3 separate regions of the Mus musculus genome follow, and all the other regions are linked to region 3. A link is a contact called in public promoter capture Hi-C data. All regions are on one chromosome and are shown on one strand. The core of a region is the stretch at or near the end of the contact, and the rest is flanking DNA. Distances in the headings are between cores, read along the strand shown.

Region 1 (3,475 bases), core at 592-3,091, 3.1 Mb after region 3:
CATTCATAAACAAATGAGTCCTAGAAAGTAGTACACACTAGGGAATCCTACAAACATACAAAAGAGGGAGGTGCGCCATCTGCCATCATCTGCCATTATTGGTGCACCCAGAGTCCCAGGCAGAACACTCGGTCCCCTGAATGATAAACATTTGCTAAATTAAGTCATGAAAATGAAGTATTTTAAAACAATCTGACTTTTTCAAGACTAGCAAATTAGTTAAGAACATGGGAAATGTCTAAAAATCAGGGTACTCAGTGAATGGAGACTGGCTAGGAGAAAATGATCAAAACTGAGCTAAAGAATATATAAAAAAAGCTGGAGCCTCCCACTCAGTTCCTGTCACCCATTCGCCTTCAACATCTATTGTCACCAGTAATTCATGATACGCCAGGCTTGATAATACATACTCTAACAACAATAAAAATATCATTGTTACTCAGTAAAATACTGAGGACACCTTTAACAGGTTCTTCACAGGGGCACACCATAGTTGATCATGTTTTTTAGGTACCTATATATGGTACTACAGAGTCCTCCATTCAGCCACCAGCCATTGCTTTAAAAAGCTCTCACCATTGAAGCATTGCATGGGTGTTTGGCTAGGTCGACAGTACTTCTTGATGCTCGCAGTTGTTTCTCGCGTTCTCGGCGGTTCTCTGCCTTCTTCCTCGCACCGGTCTTTTTCTTCGGCATGTTCCCTTCTTTCTAAACAAGAAAACAGGAAAGGTATAATTGATGCGTTCAGTCACACAGCATCTATACTTTCCTTAAATATTAAATCAGTCTTTCAATTTTAAATGCACCTCATCCCATCTGAAGCCTTTAGCAACATTACACACACATTATTCCAGCTGCAGGCTCCTAAACTAAGGCCCTCCTCTGGGCTTCCAAACTCTCACACAGCATAAGCATCAAGGACCTCAACCAAACAGCTAGAGTAATTGTTTTCTCACCCTAATTATTCTCTTCACTCAAAAAAACCTATGTATGCACCATTAGTAAGAAATGACTAAAAATATTTGTTTTGTGCCAAGTTGAAATAACCATTTTGAGCTATACAGTCTCAGCCCTAATGCTGTTGACATACAGTATTATACAGTACACTGTCACCTACATGGTATCTAAACAAATAACCAGCAACCCAAGGCCTGACCGCAAACAAACCCATTTTCTCTTAAGAGACTAAGGTACTACAGTGGCTTTCGCTGCCTGTCCCTCGTGCCTAGATGCAACAGTTTCGACAAGTCAGATGCTTTGGAGTTTGTTTCCCACACAGACATCAAACCTTACAGTGCTGGTTTTCAGCACACAGAAAAACTACAACAGAGACAACCAGGCTTCTGTGTTCTCACTCTGGTGCCCCAATCCTTTCGGACAGGACAGTCTTCAGAGCTAATCAGTGGTTAATCATGCTGGCCACGCCACGGGGCCTTCCTTCAGTGTTTAAAAGGGAAGTCTGGAGCATGTGGCTGAGTGGCCACGGGTGACCGTGGATGAATTCTGTACCCACTAAGACATCTCAGACCTATTTTTTTCCTCGAATCTGTTTGTGCCAACGAGGAGAGATTTCTTTGAGTTCAAGCTTAGATCCTGGTGACAGCAGAGCGACATTGGGTTCCAGGCTCTGGGAGGCCAGGAGGCGGGGGCGCGGGAAGAGCCACGCGGCTCGCGACCCGCCAGCAGCCCGAGGGCCCCTCACGTTCTCCAGACCCACCCACGTCGCGCGGCCTCACGGGGACGCGCCACTCACCGCAGTGGCCGAGGACGCGGAGGAGAGGGCGAGCCGCGGGCTAGAACGGCAGAAGCAGCCCGTTTCCAACGGTGGGAGCGAGACCGGATATCCTGCTATGTCAGAGCGCCCAGGTTGAACACGTCAACAGGAAGAATCCCGCATGTTCCGCCCCCTCCTCGGGGAGGACCCGCCTTCCCGGAAGTGGACTTGCTACAATGGAAAGAGGCTCCAGCGTTGCAAAGAAAGTAGAGGGCAGAGAGCTGCCGCATCTCAAGGCCTCTGCTATGTCATTCTGATTTTATTATTTAACTCAGAGAGCTAAAAAGTCCAAAAGGAAAAGAAAGACGAGCCCACAAAAAATTTTGAGAGGAGAACAAGAACTTTGCTAGCAATTTTTTGCCTGACTCTTCTGAAATCCTTTTCCTTTCTGGGAGCCTGACAAGCCTCACATGGCACATTTTTAATTTTTGTTGTTGTTATTTTCTGAGACATAATGAATGGAACCCTGGCCTTGAAGCCACGACTCCATTACCTCTGTCTCTCAGCACTAGGATTATAGGCGTGCTCACAGGAAACTGCAGAGCCCTCCACTCCTCCCCCCCACCCACCCACCCCCGCTTTTTTTAATGTCTCACAACACTGAGTTCGGAGGTGTCTTGCTTGGCCTCTGCTGTGTGCATTCTGTTCCATTGTGAGCAAATCCTCCCACGTTCTCTGCTTCTGCTCCGAGGCTGAGATCTAACTATGCTTCCCTACAAGACTGTTTGCTTTAAATAACACTGAAGGTAAATGTTCCACTCTCACTCCCACCTTACCTTTGGGGAGGAAGTTCTTGACATTACTCCCAGTACTGCATGTGAGTATCACTTACTGCCTATCACCTTCTATATTTGAGTGGAGCTGTGTTATATCCACCCACTTTTTTTTATATTTTTTTATTTACATTTCAAATGTTTTTCCCTTTCCAGGTCTCCCCTCCAAAAACTCCCTATCCCATCCCCCTCCCTCTGCCTCTTTGAGGGTGCTCCCCTATCCACCCACCCACTCCTGGCTTCCAGCCCTTGCATTCTCCTACACATCAAACACCCTCAGGGCCAAGGGCCTCTCCTCCCACTGATGTCCAACAAGGCCATCTTCTGTCTTTACCACATTCACATCCCAATGGAAGACAACTCGTTTTGGTCTCTCTCTTTTTTTCCAACCCCTTCTGTTATCATCTTTGCTGCACTCCAGGAATTCGCTTTCATAACCACACCTCAAGCCTTTCTCTGAAGAGAGCTCAGTTTTGTCAATGAAATATGAATGTCTTGGCTTACTAGGCTCCTACCCTGTGCTCTGTTCTGTATTCTCTTGTTTAGTCATCCTTTTCAGTCTTTTTTTCTGCAAGTTCTACTTAATAAAACAGTCCCATCTCATTAGTCACAGTTTTTATCATAGTTTTTGTACTACTGATCATTAAATGATGTACCTTTTCCCTCCTATTGATTTTCTGGGTGGGGTTTTGGGGGATGGGGTGCTGATACATAAACAGGAGTCTATGTCACTAAACTCAAGCCTCTCAGGATTCCCCTTCTGTCCTCCTATAGTTCCCTAATCTCTTATTCCCATTTACCACAATATTTAATCATAATCAAAACATACTTGTTTTCTTCAAGCTTCCACCACTTATATCAATTTCAACAGACATCACCATCTCCTCTTTGTATAAAATGAGGACATGACTGCTCCCAAGTATGAGTA
Region 2 (3,919 bases), core at 1,093-3,592, 4.0 Mb after region 3:
GAAGACCAAGCTGCACATCTGCTACGTATGTGTGGAGGGCCCAGGTCCAGCCTTTGTTTGCTCTTTCGTGGGTGGTTCGGTCTCTGGGAGACCCCAAGGGTCCAGGTTACTTGGTTCTGTTGGTCTTCCTGTGGTGTTCTCTCCAGGCCCCTCAAACTTTGTTTTTATTTATTTATTTATTTATTTATTTTTGTCTATTTCATTTGGTTTGCATTTTTGAGACAGGATCTCTAGCCCCAGTTGGCATCAAACTCACTATGTAGTTGAAGATAACCTTGCATCCTTCTGCCTCCATGTCCCAAGACCTGGAACTACAGGCGTGTACCAGCTTGCTTGCCGGGTTTTCCTCAGGGCCAGGGATCCGACCCAGGTTAGGAAAGTGCTCTACCAAATGAGCTCCACCCCTATTCCCCAGTTTGGTTCTTCCCTGCCTTTGTGCTGCTGTGGAACCCAGAGCCTCCGAGCCGCGTGTGTGCACACTTGTGCATACAACTGCTCTGCCGGAGGAACTACCATCAGCCCATCGAGGCACTGGGAGAAATCAGGCTCTGAAATAAACCAGATCAAGTTTTCCAGGCCAAACTGTGAGCCTCAGGCTGTGTTCACACTCCTTGAAACAAAGCACCCGCCCCAAGTCTCAGAAGCCTACCTGGCCTGATTTTCTACTAGCAAATTAAAATGATTGGCTGCAAACTCCATCATCCGCCTGTACTTCTCAAACTGAACATGGCTTTTCCCCCAGAGCAAGAGAGGGGGTGGGAAAGGAAAAACACCCCAGGGAACAAACCTCCTTTTGAAAGCACAGAGTTGATGGGGCGTAAGGATTGCAGACTCCCATCTCTGGTCCTCTGGCATCATGTTAAAAAAAAAAAAAGAAAAAAGACTGGGGATTTCAAGATTCATTTCACAGGCCCTGGGAAAACTACCAACAATAATCATGATACAGAAGATGAATAGCAATATTAGTATTCAACTTGTGATAAAAAAAAATAGGATTATTTCCTATGTATTGGAGGTTCCTGAAGTATGCCAATTTCCAGAGACAAGTGGTGGTTGCCAGGGGCTGGGGGAGGAGGGAATGGGGAGATACTGTACACTGCTGTACAGCTTCAGTTTTACAAGATCAAAGAGAGTTTAGAGTACTTGCCTAGCAGGAGAAAAGCCCTGAGTTCTAAGCCTAGCACTACAAACTGAGGGAGCAGGCAGGGAAGGGGAAAAAAAAAAAAAACAAAAAAAACCCTAACCTAAGGCTAGGCTGAGGTTGACTAAATTCATCACAAATTTAAGATCTGAGGGGAGAAATACACACAACTCTCAGCTTGGCAGCTTTCATTTACCCGGAACCGCACTGCTAGTGGTTAGAAACTATGCCTTTGAAAAGAAATCTGCATTTCCTTTCTGTTCTGCAATTACTAGCAGGGACCTTCCAACAACTCACTGGACATCTCTGACTTTCACCTACATAGTAACAAACTACAAATCCCTCCGCAGAGGACTATGAGTCTGAGGACATAACAAAACCTCAGTAATACGGTAGTTAGCCCTGACTAATGTATTCTTACTATGAATGTGAGCAGTGAGTTACTGTTTTATGATGATTACTTAAAAGTCAGCAACAACGAAATTAGTATCATCAGGTCGAGAAGAGCATTAGAAGATTTGGTTTTAAGAGGAAAGGTGACCCAAGATACAGTCAGAAGACATGAGCTTCCAGAATGGTCTTGCGCATTCAGATTTCTTCCCTGGCGGTCACGGGCTGGCGTGACCCTGGAACCAACTCCCTCGCCGCCCAGGCATCTTGGCGAGGTGGGTGCGAAGGTCGGAAGAGGCAGGCTGGCTGCAGAGCCCCTCCTGAGCCCGAGGCGCTGACAACGTGCAAGGATTGTGCAAGAGAATCGTTCGTACCAAAACCAAGTGCTCCGCACCGCACTCCTCCTGAACACCTGCCACTCAGGCCATCAAGGATGCTGCAAGGAAGCTGCAAGCTTCTCCTAGGCCCTGCAAGACCCTAAGAAAAGGCATCCCCAAACAACCTGGGTGGCAGGTTTATAAATACCCCCCTGCACATGCGCAATGAGACTACACTGCGCCTGCGCCATGGCGGAGAGTCAGACCATAAAAAAAGGTTCCGAGGCCCTGCAGGACACTTGCGGTCTGCGGTAATCATGGCCCAGGGCCCCGCGCTGCTTACCTCGTAGTGCTTCATGGTTCTTCCACAGGATGGCACCTGCTCTGCTGCAACTGAGTGGCCGCCGTACCGCACCAAACACCACCCAGCTCCACACACACTCGGGGAGCAGCACTCCCGGACTCCGGCTCCGCCCCCCTCTATGCGTGCGTCCCTCCTGCCAATCAGCGTGGGGTGCACCCACTGCTCGCGCCACACAACTGACCAATCAGATTTCTCGATCCAAGGAGCGCAGCGGACCCCCTCCCCCCCACTTTGGCAAGCAAGATTAAAACCCGGCCACCCACCAATCAAAAGGAAGCCTGGGCGCCGCGCGCCCTCTGGCTCCGCCCATTGCAGTGTTGCGGTGGAAATCCAGCGACGTCAGGCTGAGGGGTCAATGCGGCAAAACGAGAACAAAGAGCTGCGTGGCCCGGAGAGCCAGGCTTGGGGTGAATTCGTAGATGTAGAGAAGCTCATCTAAGAGATGAGACCTCAGATTATCATCCATCACCAGGACCCTTGAAAGGACTCCAGATATCACGAATGGAGAAAGGAAAAGAAAACCTGCACCGCATTCTACAGGTGCCCCTCCTAAAACAGCTCCTGTCAGTTGAGCTGGCCCTAGAAGCAAAACCACCTTTGTCTCTGCCTGCGTTATCGTGTACAGTTTGGTTACTACTGGCCACATGTAGCTACTGAGCCCTTGAAATATACAGGAAAAAAATGACAGGTGCTGCCAGTCTAAAAATACAGGACATCAGAGAACAGTGCAGAGAAAGACGACATTACAGGGGCTGGTGAGATGGCTCAGTGGGTAAGAGCACCAACTACTCTTCCAAAGGTACTGAGTTCAAATCCCAACAACCACATGGTGGCTCACAACCACCCATAATGAGATCTGATGCCCTCTTCTGGTGCGTTTGAAGACAGCTACAGTGAACTTATTTTAATAAATAAATCTTTGGACCGGAGCAAGTGGGGTTGGCCAGAGCAAGCAGAGGTGTAGAGGTCCTAAATTCAATTCCCAACAATCACATTAAGGTTCACAACCATCTGTACAACTACAGTGTGTACTCATATATATAGAATAAATAAATCTTAAAAAAAAAAAGACATTACAAATGAAGGCATTTGGTATCCTACCTAATGGGCTCAATTCAATCCCAGGGACCCACATAATGTAAGGCCGGAACAGAGACACCATGGCACATGTGCAAGCACACATATACACACACTCTCATAAGTAAATATAAAATGTTAAAAGCCTAGTGCAGCCAGATTCTGCTTGCTGTAGTCTGCAGCCTGAATATATATATGTATATACTGCAGGAATAAATGTTCAGACATGGCATTTAGGGTTAGTTTAATAATATTATATAACAGGCCCAATAAAATTGTAGACTTTCTTGCCAGAAAAAGGGGGGAGGGGCTGTGGATCAGAACAGACGTTTTCAGTAGAAGAAATACAAATGGCTAACATATATCTCAAAGTATTCATCATTCTTTAGAGTTAGAGAAACAGAAATTAAACTTTGAGGCTTCATCTCATCTCTGTCAGAATGGATAAAACCAATAAAACAACCATTAACAAATTCTAGAGGGCGTGTAGGGAAAGGTAACCCCTTGTTCACTGCTGGGAGGATTGCAAACTGGTGTAGCCACTATGGAAATAAGTTTGAGAATTCTCAAAAAGCCAAAAAAATAAACCATATAATCCAGCTATACTGCTCCTTGGCATATGACCAAAGG
Region 3 (3,836 bases), core at 701-3,200:
TGAGCAAAGATTTTATTTGAAGGATGAGAAAATTAATGCAATGCAATCTTGCACATTTCAATCACAAAGAACAAATTTTGAAAGTTTTAAAAATTATCAAGCTATGAGCAATGTAATGTTAACCTTTATACATATTCCCCACAAATACATATGGGATATGAAGTTAGTCCCATAATTTCTTATTGAAGGAATATCAAAACCAGTATCAGAAGGCATTGCCTTCTCTGTGCACACACAGTCTGTTAATTGATCATATAGTACCTACTCACTTTAGGAAATGTATTTAAAGCACAAGTTTAGATATTAGTAAAAGAAACTATAGGTCTACAAGGTTGAATTCATTTTGGACCTGGGGAAGCACAGCTGGTAGAATGCTTGTTTAGCATGCATGAAGCTGAGTTTCATTCCCAGTGCCACACAGAACAGGATGTGGTGGCATACCAGTGATCTTAGTATTTGGGGAGGGTGGCAGGAGGCAAGATGGCCAGGAATTCCAGGTCATCTTTGGCTATATGGCAAGTTCAAAGCCTGACTGGGGTATATGGAGTATGCCTCTTAAACTAAGTCAAACAAAAAACAAAACCCTGGATTTCTCAAAGTGTTTCCCCTGTACAAGTAAACATTTTAAATTTGGGTCAAGGATTTTTAAAAAAAAAATTATTTAGCTTGCGATATATTTTCTAAAAATAGCACATTTATAGGAATATTTAAATATTAATAGCTTACATTTTAAGTAACGTGTTGCAATCCTACCACCTGGCATGTCTTGGCACCATTCCCAAGAATGCCTACACCTTTAAACCTAAGGTAATTTACCACTTTTCTTTTTCCAACACAACGTCAAGACCGAAGTTCTAATAAATTTAAATGATACGAGATGCTATTGTATGCTAGTAAAATAAAATTCTGACGTCCCAAGAGGTTAAGTTCCGGATTCGCAAACCCAATTGGACTGCTCAGGTCGGATTCCCCGTAGCGTTATCACCGAATTAAAAAAAAAAAAAAAAAAAAAAAAAAGAAGTAATTTCTTCTAACAGGGACAGCTCTTTGTGTGGCAGAGCGCAGCTGCTGTGACAGAATGAGCAGGCATGCCCTTGGCAAAGCCAGATCTTGTCAGAGTGTGAGCTGTCCCAATTTCAATCAACTGTCAACGCTTCATTGAGGGTCAAAATGGCTTAGGCTGGCGGCTCCAAGGGCCTCGGGTGAGGTGCCCGGTTTTCTGCTCTAAGCGTTTAGCCACCCCTAAGAAAACGCTAGGAGGGGAGGCCCTGAGTGGGGTGCGGACAGGTGCGTCCTCTGGAACTACACAAAGGGCCGGCGGCACCGCCACTGAGCCCCTAGCAACTGCACGCAAGCTGCGCTCGCGCGCTTTCCGCCGCCCCACGGCGCTCAGGGCGGGAGGCTCGCCGGGAGGGCGGGGCAGCGCGCGCAGGTCAGCGGCGTAAGCGACAGACACCCTCGGGCCTGCTCGCGGACGCGGCCTGGGAAGCGCGAAGGCAGTTCTAGGTTCGGCACCGCTAGCATTGTAGGGATTTGTAGTCCGCGAGCCCGTGGGGCACCTCCCCTCCGGGTAGGCCGACCCAGGCGTCCCCGCCCTCTGCACGAGGACTTCCTGCCGCGGCTTAAACTACAACTCCCGTCGTCCGCTGCGCCGAGGGCTGAAAGCGAAAACAAATTCTAGGCTGCGAGGTTGCTGCCCTCCGCCCGGCGCCCCTTCCCGCTCCCCGCCCCTCAGGCGCCCTCCGGCGAGGTGGGGAGACGAGCGGCCGTGGCTTTCTCTCCGCGTTTCCTCGGTTCTCGGCGTGGGGTGCGTGCGGGAGACGCAGGCCTCGCTTAATCTCAGCCGGGCGCGCCGCCGGGGCTTTTCTCGCCTCACACCGGTCGAGACCCGGAAACTTGTGGGGGCGGCGACCCCCGGGCTGCCCGCGGGCGCGTGTCCCTCCGCGGAGGCGGCCGCGTGCGGATGGCCATGCACTAGGCTGGGCTCACCTATGCTCCGGGAGAGCGCCGGCCACCGCCTCGGGCCGCTGCCGCCACCGCCTCTTCCTGCCGCCGCTCGCCGTGTCCGCGTCGGAGCCGGAGCCCGAGCCGCAGCCTGCCCCAGGCCCGGGCGTCGAGCAGCCGGCGGCGCGGCCATGTGGGGCTAGTTCGCCCCGCGCACGCTGCAGCGGACCGGCAACATGGAGGCAGCCGTCGGCGCGCCCGACGGCGTGGACCAGGGCGGCGTGGGGCCGCTGGAGGATGAGACGCCCATGGACGCCTATCTGCGCAAACTGGGCTTGTATCGGAAATTGGTCGCCAAGGACGGGTCGTGCTTGTTCCGGGCTGTGGCCGAGCAGGTAAAGGACCCGGGCCGGAGCCGGGCGGGCGCGGGGCTGGGTGCGACATGCCGCCCGCAGCTGCCTGGCCGCCCACGGCGGGGCTGCGCGTGGCTCGCTGTCGTCACAGCGGCCCATTGTAACGCCGGCACGGGACCGAGTGAGGACATCTCGGGCGGCCTGCTCGCAGCCTGACCGCCAGGGACCCAGCGACATGCTGTTTTTGAGTTGTGTTCCGCGTTCACCTGCGCTCAGTTTTTAGCAGCCGAGTGTTCCCACTAGTTAACCTCATGTTTACTGGAGGAGGTGCGGCACTCAGTGTGACTGCTTCACATTTTTTTTTTCCTGTTGCTGGACTTTGGAATGCGGGGTAGTCGGTCTCACCGGTGTCACTCGAAACAGGCGGCCAACTTTGCTGTTTAAGGAAAGCAGTCTTCCTGTATAGGGTCTTCCCAGTGACTTAATCTTGAGTAGGTCCCATACTATACTATGTTGGAATCAGGCAAGAATTTACTCTTCTAAAGGCCTTTAAGTAATAGGATGGATTTTCAGTATAGGCACATGTCGGGTTTTTTTTTTTGTTTCCGTTTTTTGTTTTGTTTTCCTTATTGGTCAAAAATTATTCCCAGTACAGATCGAACATTTTACCAAAGAGAAGTGAGTTAGAACTCAGGAGTGGGACGAGTTCCAGGGAAGAATACTCAAGGCTTTTCTTTTTTGAGAGCGAGCCCTTTTCCCCATGTTATGTAATCAGATGTAGGTGTGGGGTCACCAAAACCCATCCTATATTTGAAGACTAGCTGCTAAAGTAGTTGGATTAAAAAAGTTTCACATTACTGCTCCAGTTTGTATTTCATACCATTTACAGTTTGCTTTCCTTTGGCTTAATCTGGAGTTTTTATGGTTTTGTCCCCTCCCGCCCGCCCCCTTTTGTGAGCTAACTAGCTTTTAAGATTTCTGTTTTAGAATCACCAGGCTATGTATTTTTCAGAGTATGTAAATATGGAACACTTTGCACTTATGACAGGTATGTCCATTGAAACATTCTTTGATGCTTCCCAAACCATCCTACCATTTGATATCTCTTATTTTCAGAAATGTAGGAAGCTCCAGTGTGGGTGCTGTTTCCAGCCCAGTCTTTACTGTTACATAGGTAAACAGTCTGCTCCATTTGTGAGTTTTCCAGATGAAGAAGATTGTCTCCTTGTCTCAGCCTTCTTGGCCTCTAGCACCTCTAGAAGCTGAAGAGGGGAAGTGAAGTCATCCCATGGTGTCGGTTTATATTATAGTGCATTAGCAAGTTTGTGGAGGATGGAGGTAGAGGTTAGTGTTTGGAGTTGAGTTATCCAGGCCTATTTAAAGTGAGACAGAAAGGTGTGTTTCTGCCCATGAGACATGCCACAGATCCTTGGGGATAGAAGAGCAGCTTGGGGGACTCAGTGTCTGCACAGTGGGCAAGAGCTAGTTGCACTAAACTCATTGATGGGGGTAAACTCCGTTTCAGCCTTGGGATCTGGG

The links. Promoter capture Hi-C pulls out the DNA fragments that hold promoters and counts their contacts.
Region 1: a promoter capture Hi-C map of pre-B cells shows a contact between it and region 3. The contact joins the promoter of Zfp330 here to the promoter of Otud4 in region 3. A contact is called at or near these places in 1 of 39 promoter capture datasets (pre-B cells) and 1 of 484 Hi-C or Micro-C datasets (CD4 T cells).
Region 2: a promoter capture Hi-C map of cranial neural crest shows a contact between it and region 3. The contact joins the promoter of Tecr here to the promoter of Otud4 in region 3.

Annotation. Positions count from the first base shown.
Region 1 is chr8:82,772,304-82,775,778 of GRCm38.p6, forward strand. Zfp330 (zinc finger protein 330) reads right to left here and starts at 1,842. Exons shown (of 10, transcript NM_145600.2): 1 at 1,754-1,842; 2 at 577-708. The coding sequence starts at 696.
Region 2 is chr8:83,592,149-83,596,067 of GRCm38.p6, forward strand. Tecr (trans-2,3-enoyl-CoA reductase) reads right to left here and starts at 2,343. Exons shown (of 13, transcript NM_134118.5): 1 at 2,192-2,343. The coding sequence starts at 2,206. All of the region lies in intron 2 of D830024N08Rik (a long non-coding RNA gene), which reads left to right.
Region 3 is chr8:79,637,726-79,641,561 of GRCm38.p6, forward strand. Otud4 (OTU domain containing 4) reads left to right here and starts at 1,951. Exons shown (of 21, transcript NM_001256033.1): 1 at 1,951-2,339. The coding sequence starts at 2,181. Gm51579 reads right to left here and starts at 2,180. Exons shown (of 1, transcript XM_030243905.1): 1 at 1-2,180. The coding sequence starts at 2,137. The coding sequence ends at 1,628.